Regions from separate parts of the Pan troglodytes genome. Here region 1 is linked to region 2. Evidence: chromatin contacts called from public HiChIP or PLAC-seq data. All regions are on one chromosome and are shown on one strand. Each heading gives the region's core, a stretch centred on a gene start, on an enhancer-like site or on the middle of the called end of the contact. The rest is flanking DNA. Distances are from core to core; before and after follow the strand shown. Region 1 holds the start of CHSY1 (chondroitin sulfate synthase 1). Region 2 holds the start of LRRK1 (leucine rich repeat kinase 1).

Region 1 (5,309 bases), core at 2,784-5,283, 340 kb before region 2:
CTTTAAGGATCAATGCATTTCTTGGCAAGGGATGGGAAAGGCAAACTCCTCTCCACAAGGATTAAGTCTTACACCAGAAGCCAACTGTCCTCAGCCTCTGCAGTGAGGTTGTCTCCTAAAGAACATTCAGGCTGGTTCCCAGTAGTGCCTGTGCTGGCGGCACCCAACGTTTTCTAGTTAGGAAGATCACATCCCATCTGGCTGGTCCACATGGTTGTACTGAACTTAAATCTCTTTTGTGTCTCTATCATACACATGAAAGCTCACACACACACACACACACACATTGTGTGAGAAGCACTCACACTGACTCAGCGTCTGATGGAAACAGTGTACACAGCTGATAAGCACTGAAGGACTTTGCAGAACACCCAGGGCTGGATAGGCCAGTGTGTGAAACCAGAACGGGAGCCCTGCTCACTTGCCCTTTCCTGCATCTGACTGGAAATGCTACAAACAGAAGGAAATATTGAGCGAAATTAACAACCTCATGAGGATCTTGCTTGTAAGTTTAATAGCAGCATTCATAATGAAGCAGCGTTTTATTGGGTTAACAGAGGTTAAGTGGCAATATTAGTAAAGTGGTCATTATAGATTTTCTTCTTTGCAGGCAGTGAACAGAACCTTCTGAAAGGATGGATGATTATAACTCCTCAGCATTCACTGTTTCTTAAAACAGGCCTTTCTGAAAGTTTTTTTTCTTTAATAAAAATTACCACTTTTTCCAAGGACCCCTGTTTGAGGCGAGAGTGGAGAGGCTTCATCTTTAAAGAAGCTCTTACAGGGAACTCTGTCGGTCGTTTGAGGCTTGCTGCCAACAAACAATTGAGGTATTTACCAAGGGTTTCCAAGAAATTGCTGCAAATTATATGAAATGTTATACTGGTAACAGACGTTCAATGTATTAGCAACAGAAAAAAAATGTGAAGTGTGTGGGAACAAAGTTGCCATCTGTGAGAAAATGCTCAGTAAGGTAGGTGGCGAGGAACTTTAATAATGTGTCATAAAGAGTCACACTCATGAACACAGAAGGGAAGTTAAGTGATCTGGGATTTTTGAACACATTTCTGAATACTGGTCTGGAATCACTATGGAGGACCGTTTAACGTGATCCAGCAGAAAGACTCATTTGGAGACAGAGCCAGACTCCCGGAGCCCCTCCAGGTGGAACTCACTCCACGCAGAGCTCAGACTCGGTCCCACACTCCTGATCCCTGATCCATCACAGCCCACCTCTTGGGCCACTCCTGTGCCATTGGGACTTTCATGGAATAACTACAGTTAAGGGCTTCCTTACAAGTGTTCCTGGTAACAGTTAATACCTCCCCTTCTTTTATGATGAGAAAAATGGTCAATGATTCCCTCAACAGAGAAGGCCGGTAGCACAGTGAAATCAAGAAGCCCGCAACATGAAAAGTCTTTCCTCAGCTCCCTGCAGTGAAATCCCTATAAATGCGAATCACCCTGCCTTCTCCTTACCTTTAAAAATTACTTAGGGTGAGGGGGCTTTAGGATGAGGACAGCCTTGGCCCCCAGGGGGCTGTGGGGAAGGACGCATGTGTGTGCACTGGGGGCAGATGTTCCAGACCCTCGTTGTCCTCCCTGGCTCCTTGCTGGTATTGACTAGTGGGGCTGGGCGTGGGACAGGCCTTCATACTGGGGGTACCAGTCCTGTCCAGCTGTTTGAGCCTCTGGCTGTCACTGAAGTTCTTGATTCCAGGTATTTGCTACTGGCTGTGAAATCCCCACTTAGGATAGCCTTGTCTCCTGAGCCAGGCCCCTTACTGGGACACTTTTGGATTCTTCCCCAGGAGAACTGCCTCAGCTCAACAATCCAGCTGCTCCTTCTAGATGTACTAGAGCTTGCCCTCCTGCTCCTAGGCTGCGTGCCGGAATTATAGGACCTCAGTTTCTCTCTTCTCCTTCCAACCCTCTCTTGGCCTGGCATATCCCTCTTCTCCCAGAGGGACTTCCCGTATGTCTTACTCTCCTTCTCCAGGGAATTGTAAGCCCTCAGGCTCAGCCTTTACAAAGAAAAGGGTATCCTTTCCACATTACGAAAGACCCCCATTAAGCCTGCAGGTGAGACAGGTGAGACTGTTAACCTAGGAACTGAGGGACAACTAGGAACCAGGATATTGAGGAGGACAAAATATTTGGCATCCTCAGAATATTATTCCCATCACATATTTATATACTTTTTTTTTGTTTTTTTCTTGAGACGGAGTTTCGCTGTTGTCGCCCAGGCTGCAGTGCAATGGCACGATCTCGGCTCACAGCAACCTCCGCCTCCCGGGTTCAAGCGATTCTCCTGCCTCAGCCTCCCGAGTAGCTGGGATTACAGGCATGCACCACCACCCCCGGCTAATTTTGTATTTTTAATAGAGTCGGGGGTTTCTCCATGTTGGTCAGGTTGGTCTCGAACTCCTGACCTCAGGCGATCCGCCCGCCTCAGCCTCCCAGAGTGCTGGGTTTACAGGCGTGCGCCACCGCGCCCGGCCAGCTTTTCACTGGACACTAGTTTCGAAGAAAACTAGGTAAGTCTAAAGCAGGTTAGAAAATATTGAAATCGTTGAATATGCCACAAAATTGAACATCTGAATCTGGCCAGATTCGTGCTTCATGTAAATCACTGTGAATGATGGGGCTGCTGAATTTGGGGGATCTGGTGACTCCTCGGCATTTGTGGTTTATGGTCTTACTGGAAACCTTTTTCGATGGTTTTCGAGCCTGTAATTCATGGTTGTATGTTCTGTATTTTTCCCAAGAGCACTGCTGGAATCCTGTATTCACTGCATAATGAGTATTTTATTTTTAGATGTGGATCACCCCTTAGGGAGGGACTCTGTGGGAAGGTAGGTAATGAACTATTTTTAATATAAATCACAAGTGTCAAAGAAAGTGGTAATATCCAAAGAATAAACAAGAGTGACCACCATTCAGGTGCCGAGAAGGTATCTGAAGCTCCCACAGGCATTTTAAACTGTGTGATAGTATTTCAACCATTTGGTCAACAATGAAGAAAGATCCAAGGATTGCCCCAGGCATGTGTTTATTTGATTCAATGCAGGTAACTTCTCAGGCCCAGGGAAACACTTTGCCCTTCAAAAGTTTCATTAGAAAACCCCAATATACTGGTGACTAAGTAACAAGACTGAAACTCTACACAAACTTTCGCTGTATGGAGACCTCCGCTTTTGCTGCCTTAGCTGAAGTATTGTAAAGGAAATGTATAAAACTTAAAATCCAGAGTAGAGGATCTGGGACCCAAAATCCGTCTTTAGAAATCCACGGCACTTTCACAGACGGACTATATTAAAATACTGAGAAAGTCCCAGGCTGGGGGTACTAGCCGGCTCTCTGCCCACACAGTATGTAAATGAAAGTAGGGTTTACCATCCAGGGCATTAACATCATTTTCCTTGTCTTCAAGATCCATTAAATGCTAGTACTGTATGAGGAGCGTGGACCTTAAATATTAAAGATGGCTTTTTCTTCTTCTTCTTCTTCTTTAGCGTAGAAACTAGCAACAGGGAACAAGGTAACTGAATTCACGGTCCACTCGCAGGCGCGCACGTCCCCAGGGCTCCGGGACGGCTGTTCCCTGCGTGCGGCCGCGGGACTGCGGACAAAGCTGCAGTGTGGTCGGGAGCGCGGGGCCGGGAGCGGGAGGCCGGCCCGGCGGCAGGAAGGGCGTGGCCGTGGGGTGCAGCGAGGACGGCCTGTGCGGGAGGAACGTGCGCAGCGTGGAGTCTGGGGGCCGAGAAGCCCCCACTGCAAGGCTGGCTCCTGAGATTCGCGCCCGGGCGCCGCGGTGCAGGAACCGGCCGCCCTCGCGGGGACGCCCTTGCGCCGGGTGCCAGGTGCGGATAACGGGCAGCTCCGGCCCCGCGGGCGCCGGGCGGGAGCCCACGCCCCCTCCGCCCGCCAGCTCCAGTCGCAGACCGCGCGGGCGGGGCGGGGCGCCCGAGAGGGCTTTTTTTTTTTTTTTTTTTTTTTTTGGTCAAACTTTGGCCACGTGAACCGCCCCTCATTCACTTTTGCGCCAATCGCGCGGCGCGGACGGATCCCGAGAGGGGCCACGGCTCGCCGCCGGCGGGGCCACTTCATAACGCGCTGTGCGTGACGTGAGGGGCTCCTGCTGCAATGGCGAGCTAAGCCGGAGGATGTGCAGCTGCGGCGGCGGCGCCGGCTACGAAGAGGACGGGGACAGGCGCCGTGCGAACCGAGCCCAGCCAGCCGGAGGACGCGGGCAGGGCGGGACGGGAGCCCGGACTCGTCTGCCGCCGCCGTCGCCGTCGTGCCGGCCCCGCGTCCCCGCGCGCGAGCGGGAGGAGCCGCCGCCACCTCGCGCCCGAGCCGCCGCTAGCGCGCGCCGGGCATGGTCCCCTCTTAAAGGCGCAGGCCGCGGCGGCGGGGGCGGGCGTGCGGAACAAAGCGCCGGCGCGGGGCCTGCGGGCGGCTCGGGGGCCGCGATGGGCGCGGCGGGCCCGCGGCGGCGGCGGCGCTGCCCGGGCCGGGCCTCGCGGCGCTAGGGCGGGCTGGCCTCCGCGGGCGGGGGCAGCGGGCTGAGGGCGCGCGGAGCCTGCGGCGGCGGCGGCGGCGGCGGCGGCGGCCCGGCGGGCGGAGCGGCGCGGGCATGGCCGCGCGCGGCCGGCGCGCCTGGCTCAGCGTGCTGCTCGGGCTCGTCCTGGGCTTCGTGCTGGCCTCGCGGCTCGTCCTGCCCCGTGCTTCCGAGCTGAAGCGAGCGGGCCCACGGCGCCGCGCCAGCCCCGAGGGCTGCCGGTCCGGGCAGGCGGCGGCTTCCCAGGCCGGCGGGGCGCGCGGCGATGAGCGCGGGGCGCAGCTCTGGCCGCCCGGCTCGGACCCAGATGGCGGCCCGCGCGACAGGAGCTTTCTCTTCGTGGGAGTCATGACCGCCCAGAAATACCTGCAGACCCGCGCCGTGGCCGCCTACAGGTGAGCGCCTGCTCCCCGGGCACCGCCTCCTGCGTCCGGCATCCCGGCGTCCGGCATCCCGGGTGCTCTCCTGGCTCTCGCCTCCGCCCGCTTCCTAGGCCCTTCTTGGGCTTCCGGTGGGATCGGGTTGCCTCTCGGGAGACGCCGGGCCGAGGGAGAAAAGATCAGAGGCGGGATGGTGAGCGCAGCGCTCAAGAACATGGCCTTTGGGGTCAAATGGACTAGTGTGGCCTCGCTGGGTGTGCCTCTCACCCTGATGAAGGCGTTTTAGCCTTTACAAATCGAAGCTTCTCGTTAAAAGGGCCCGACAGATCGGGTCTCCCTCATAATGTTGGAAAACTCATAGCACA
Region 2 (5,278 bases), core at 1,514-4,013:
CAGTAATGATGGTTTAAATGATTTTTCAAAACCTCATCAATTTCCTTTTTCCAACTATTTATACCTGCATTAATGAATAAACCTAAACATTTAATGGAAAAGAAAATAGATGGGTGCGGTGGTTCACGCTTGTAATCCCAGCTCTTTGGGAGGCTGAGGAGAGTGGATCACTTGAGGTCAGGAGTTCGAGATCAGCCTGGCCAATATGGTGAAAACCCATCTCTACTAAAATTACAAAAATTAGCTGGGCATGTTGGTGGGCGCCTGTAATCCCAGCTACTTGGGAGGCCGAGGCATGAGAATCACTTGAACTGGGGGAGGTGGAGGTTGCAGTGAGCCAAGATTGCACCACTGCACTCCAACCTGGGTGACAGAGCAAGACTCTAGAGAAAAGAGAAGAACCTGTCATTCATTCTACAAATATCTTATTGAGTTCTTTCTATGAAGAGGGAACTCCATGAGTTTGTGAAGCTGGTGGGGGAGCAGACAGCTAAGTAATTGCTATAAAGCTTCTGACAGCAGAGAAGCCCAGATATTTTAGGAGGCTTGGGAAGCACTGTCGATATCGAACAGTTAGAAGTCCCTTGCAAGCAAAGCATGCTAGACATGCTCATTCGTATCACCTAGTTCCTTTTTGAACCAAAATCCTGGTCAAAATGGTTAGCCCATGATTCTAGAAATCTCTTGAGTGCTATTTGCATCCCTTACTAGCATTGGCTTTTGCCTATAAAATGTGTTTAATGGGTTTGGGGGCATCCAAATATCTTGGAGCTGCAGGCCAGAGAAATATGTTGTTCTCAATCCCAGATGAGCCCAAAAAGGGTGGAGGAGAGAAATGCTCCATGAGTCTGAAACCACAGGTAAGTTAGGGTTGTCCATTCCCCATCCAGTCACTCTACCACCATGCACGGGGTATCTCCCTGTACAGTTATGGGAATGAGGGCACAGCAATAAGCAAGACAGATCAGTCTCTGACCCCAAGAGCTCCAGTGGAGACCACATGATAATTAAGGAGAAATTAAACAGATAAAGAAGGAGTACAGAATGGGGACTGCAGGGAGGCTGCAGAGTGAGGGATGTGAGAGGGAGTGTGGGTTTTCAGAGGGTGACCAGGGAAGACTTTCTGAGGCTGTGTGAAGAGTCAGGAGGCAGCAGTGCAGGGGACCAGTGCTGGACAGCAAGCTCAGCCAGTGTGGCCTGGGGCAATGGCCTGGTGGTCCGAGACAGCAGAGGCTGGATCAGCTGGGGGTGTGAGCAGAAGGAGGTCTCCTGGATTGCGTGCCAATTGCAAGGAGAAGCTACTGAAGGACTCCATAAAGAGGACTGATATGGTCCGATTTACCCATTTAAACACACAGACACACACAGACGCACACTGCTATATAGAGAATGGAGGAAGGGGGAACTGAAATCCTACAGTAAAGAGATGCTGGTGCCCTGGACAAGGGCCGGGGTGGGGGGTGGGGGCATAAGAAAAAGGGGACAGATCGGGACACATTTTAGACATAGATTCAACAGACTGAATTTTTTTATCTGAGCATCCGAGTTGACTGCGAGGTCACTGCCAGAGACATCGACTTTTGGGAGAGGGAAAGGTTGGCTGACCGCAAAACCTCCCTTAGGAACAAATTAGGCGTGAGGTTAGTTTGTTATATTATTTTCTCTTTCAGGACATAGGCAAAGATGAAGAAAATCAAATCATAAAAGGCGTCTAATGTTAACATTTTCCAAAACTGTGCATGTTCTAGCTATCCCTTTAATGTCTGGGCATTTTGATACCCTGTGAGTGACTGGCAAACTCTATAATTAGTGTACACGGTGAGAGGTTTGCTGAAAGCTACATGCCCCTGTTTCTCTACCTGTTGCAGGGGAAGTGTTTGTGGGAGAAAAACGTCGTGGCCTCAGACTGTGAAGGGGTAGGTTGAGACGGCCGCAGAGTTCTCGAATCCTCCACCAGCGTCTCCTCGCGGAGCCCGGCCTTCCTAGGCTTCCTTCCCGCCTCCCCGCCTGCCAGGAAGGTCCCCTGCAGCGACCATGGTAGACACAGCAGTGGTATCTGCGCCAGCCAGAGACCACCCGGGCGAGAAGCGTAACCCAGACGTCGAGGAGGGTGAAGCCTCGCTGGGCCACCCCCGCAACCCCAGGAAGCCCCGGACCAGCGAGAGGCTCCCGGGCGGTCTCTGGCCGACACCCCGGCCCGGGCTCACCCGCGCGCTCACTCCGCCCGCCCCCCGCTAAAGGGCTGGGTTTGCTCCAAAGGCGGAGGAAGCCTATGGACCCCCCGGTGTATCTCCCGACCTGTGTTTCTTGCCTCCGCTTCCCAGCTTTCCCGACCCTGTCCCGTACGGGGATTCGGGGTTCCCTGTCCGGGCCCCGCGCGCTCCCCTCCCGCAGGCTGGCTGGGCTCCGGGCGCGGCGGGAGGCAGCGGGGACGTGAGTCCGGGGTCGCCCCACACGCCCTGCGCAACGGCCCCCCGTGCCCGATCCCCGCGGCCGCCTGGAGCGCAGAGGCCCGCGGGCAGGCAGAGGCCGAGGCTCCCCGCGGGCGCCGGGCGCGGGCTCTGGGTTCCCCGGGCGGGCCGGGAGGCAGCCAGGCCCCCGGGGGGCGCCGGCAGGAGCAGCGCTTACCTGAGGCGGCGGCGGGGCCGGGTGCGGGCGCTCCGGGACGCGGGGCCGGGCGGACACACGGGCGGGCGGGGGCCTGGCCCTTCCCACCGCCGTCTGCCCCCCGCGCCTCGGGCCGCCCGCCGGGGCCGGGCCCAGACGCACTTCCTCAATCCTGAGGCCGGCGGGCGGGCGGGGAGGGCGGCGCGCAGAGCTCGCAAGGCCGCCGCCAGCTCTCCCAGGGCGTCCCCTCGGTGGCCGCCTCAGTTTCCCTGGCCGTAAAACGCAGGCGATCGCGCTCAATGCCCCGGGAGACGCCGGGGTCCGCGGGCCCTTCTGGCACCGGGTCCTGCTTCAGGTTCGGGCACCCGGGTCCCTCCACGCGGGGCGAGCGCGGCGATGAGATTGGTCCGTGCTGCGCTCAGCCCCGCTTTCACTATCCCTCTGCTCCAGGGGCAGCAGAATCAGCAGATGAGCCCCCGGCGTGCATGTGGCCCACACGCTCCGGCCGTAAAAATTAAACAGACAGGGAATATTCATTTGTGCAGAGCTCTCTACAGGGCAATACAGAAATGTGTCGTTCTAAAGGGTTAACGATTTGCAATTTGCATATCCTCCAACACATGGATTTTACTGATTCGGTTATGGATGTGTGCAAAGAATTTGCTGCTCGGTGAATCATTGTTAATTGTCGGCTTTGGGGGGAGTACATAAAACGTGGAATATTGGCAATTTATCGTGTTTCAACCTTTTATAAAGGTGTCACCAGGCTGCTGAGGCTAATACAGAAACGCAGACCATAAAAAAGATCTGCGTCCACGCTGCAGGCGGGCCTCACACGGAGCTCCACGTGTGGACCCAGGGACAAGGCCTGCTCAGGAAGAGCAGAGGGTTCCACGGCCTGCAGGACCAGCGCCCTGGGCTCCTCTCCTGGAAAGTTATGACTCGCATGTTCCCAGGATTTAGCGCGCATCTCCCCCACCCTCACTGCCATTTCACAGAACCCCGGCAGCTGCAGGGCTCCTGCAGGACCTCCCGGACGCCGCGGGGCCGTGTTCCCTTGAGCGGCTTCTTGGGTCCCTGGTTGGAGAGGGCACCACCGAGCAGCTTCGCTCGGCTCCTGGGAGGCTACTTCTGCCACTGGACGACTTTCCAAAAGGGTGAGCGCAGCTCTGCAATCCTGTTCTCACCCCTGAGGGCCTCACACCAGTTTGCAGGAGCCAGCAGTGTGATTGCCACCGACAAGTTCCCAACAATTTGCAGGGCGTGGTGTCCTCAGTGCTGAGAGAGCCCCGCGACGGCGGTGCAGCTCCTCCAGGGCGCTCAGCCCCGCCACCTGGCGCCACCGCGAGGGAGCGCAGGCCCAGGGCCCGGGCAGACGCTGGAGGGGACGCGCCAGGTGAAGATGGGGCACCTCCACTTCCCTTCTAAATGAGCCTGGGAATAGGCTAGGAAATGTCCCCACTGTAGAAGACAGCAGGAACATCTGACACGCGGATAACCTGTGCTGAGCTCGTTATATTCCCAGCATTTAATTCTAGCCATTAGGCATGCCTTAGCCACAGCTTCGCATAGGAAGGTTATTGCAGGTAAGTTAAGATTCCTTTCCACTTCTTCCTAAGGGTCGCTGACCCATGGTTCTCTAGCTTTTGCTGGTAATCCCACCCGGATTCTCAGCACCCTAGGTTGGAATGACCCCTCCTGAGGCGGGTGGGGTAGCTGGAAGGCACCTCCCTGAACTGACTTTTCTGCCTTTTTGAACGTGCAGTGGCTGAGCGCTACTTCAGTGTTTTCCGGTTGTCTTTCTTCAGCCCAGTACGCAGTTTCCTCGGACAGTCTTCCTTGAGCAACTTCCTAAACGCCCTTCATTATCCCCCTTCAAGCTCATGCCTAGGAGCAAGGAGCAAAGCCATTAGAAAGGCTTCATCCACCAGCAGGAGAAGCTAGGACATCCCAAAGGGTCCACTTCTAGAGAGGTGCCAACCCCCACACGCACACCAGGCACACAAATGCATGTGTGCACACGCATACCACACCCTCCAACTGTCCCCAGAATGGCTCCCTTCAGGGAGTCATGTTCCGGGACACCAAATGAGGGAAAATATCCTTCTCCTATAGTTTCCTGCTCACATTTGGATTGAGAAATGGGATGTCTCTAAATAATGTGTCTAAATTCTCTTAACATAAGTGCATATGTTACGAGAGATCTGACCCCAGCCTCCCTTAAGTTTTTTGTTAAAGTGGTGCTGCTTTGCCACCCATGTCAAAATGATCTGGGCTTTCCACATCAAATGCAAGGGATGAGCTTGGAGGACATACCCCAGTACCAGCAATGATCTTGAACCAATGGCAGCGTCAGCTCACAACGTGGTGATTGAGGCTTCTTGGTTAGAAGCTTTAGAAACTTGAGGTCAGTAAAACCCAAATTGATCCTTTCTCTAGATCCTCTAGATTTCTCTAGAGGAAAAGGTGACAAAAACAGACACTTGTGCTCACCGTCAGGGGCACAATGCTGTCCGTCAATCCTCATGCAGTCCTCCCCACCATTTCCCACACTGACATCATCACTACTTTATGATAAAAGGAGACTCAGGCAGCTTAGATGACAGCTGAAACTCAGCCAGCTATGACATGGAACCTCTGAGGCCCAGCTCCTTGCCTGGTCAACCCCCAA

The links. HiChIP or PLAC-seq counts read pairs in DNA pulled down with a chosen protein or histone mark.
Region 1: an H3K4me3 HiChIP or PLAC-seq map of stem cell-derived excitatory neurons shows a contact between it and region 2, with 7 times the contacts expected there. The contact joins the promoter of CHSY1 here to the promoter of LRRK1 in region 2. A contact is called at or near these places in 3 of 7 Hi-C or Micro-C datasets (blood, induced pluripotent stem cells and stem cell-derived neural progenitor cells) and 1 of 1 datasets of contacts at active chromatin or transcription factors (stem cell-derived excitatory neurons).

What each region holds. Positions count from the first base shown.
Region 1 is chr16:93,122,525-93,127,833 of NHGRI_mPanTro3-v2.0_pri, reverse strand. It overlaps CHSY1 (chondroitin sulfate synthase 1), which reads left to right and starts at 4,033. Exons shown (of 3, transcript NM_001396069.1): 1 at 4,033-4,959. The coding sequence starts at 4,640.
Region 2 is chr16:92,782,896-92,788,173 of NHGRI_mPanTro3-v2.0_pri, reverse strand. LRRK1 (leucine rich repeat kinase 1) reads right to left here and starts at 2,763. Exons shown (of 34, transcript XM_016927549.4): 1 at 2,629-2,763.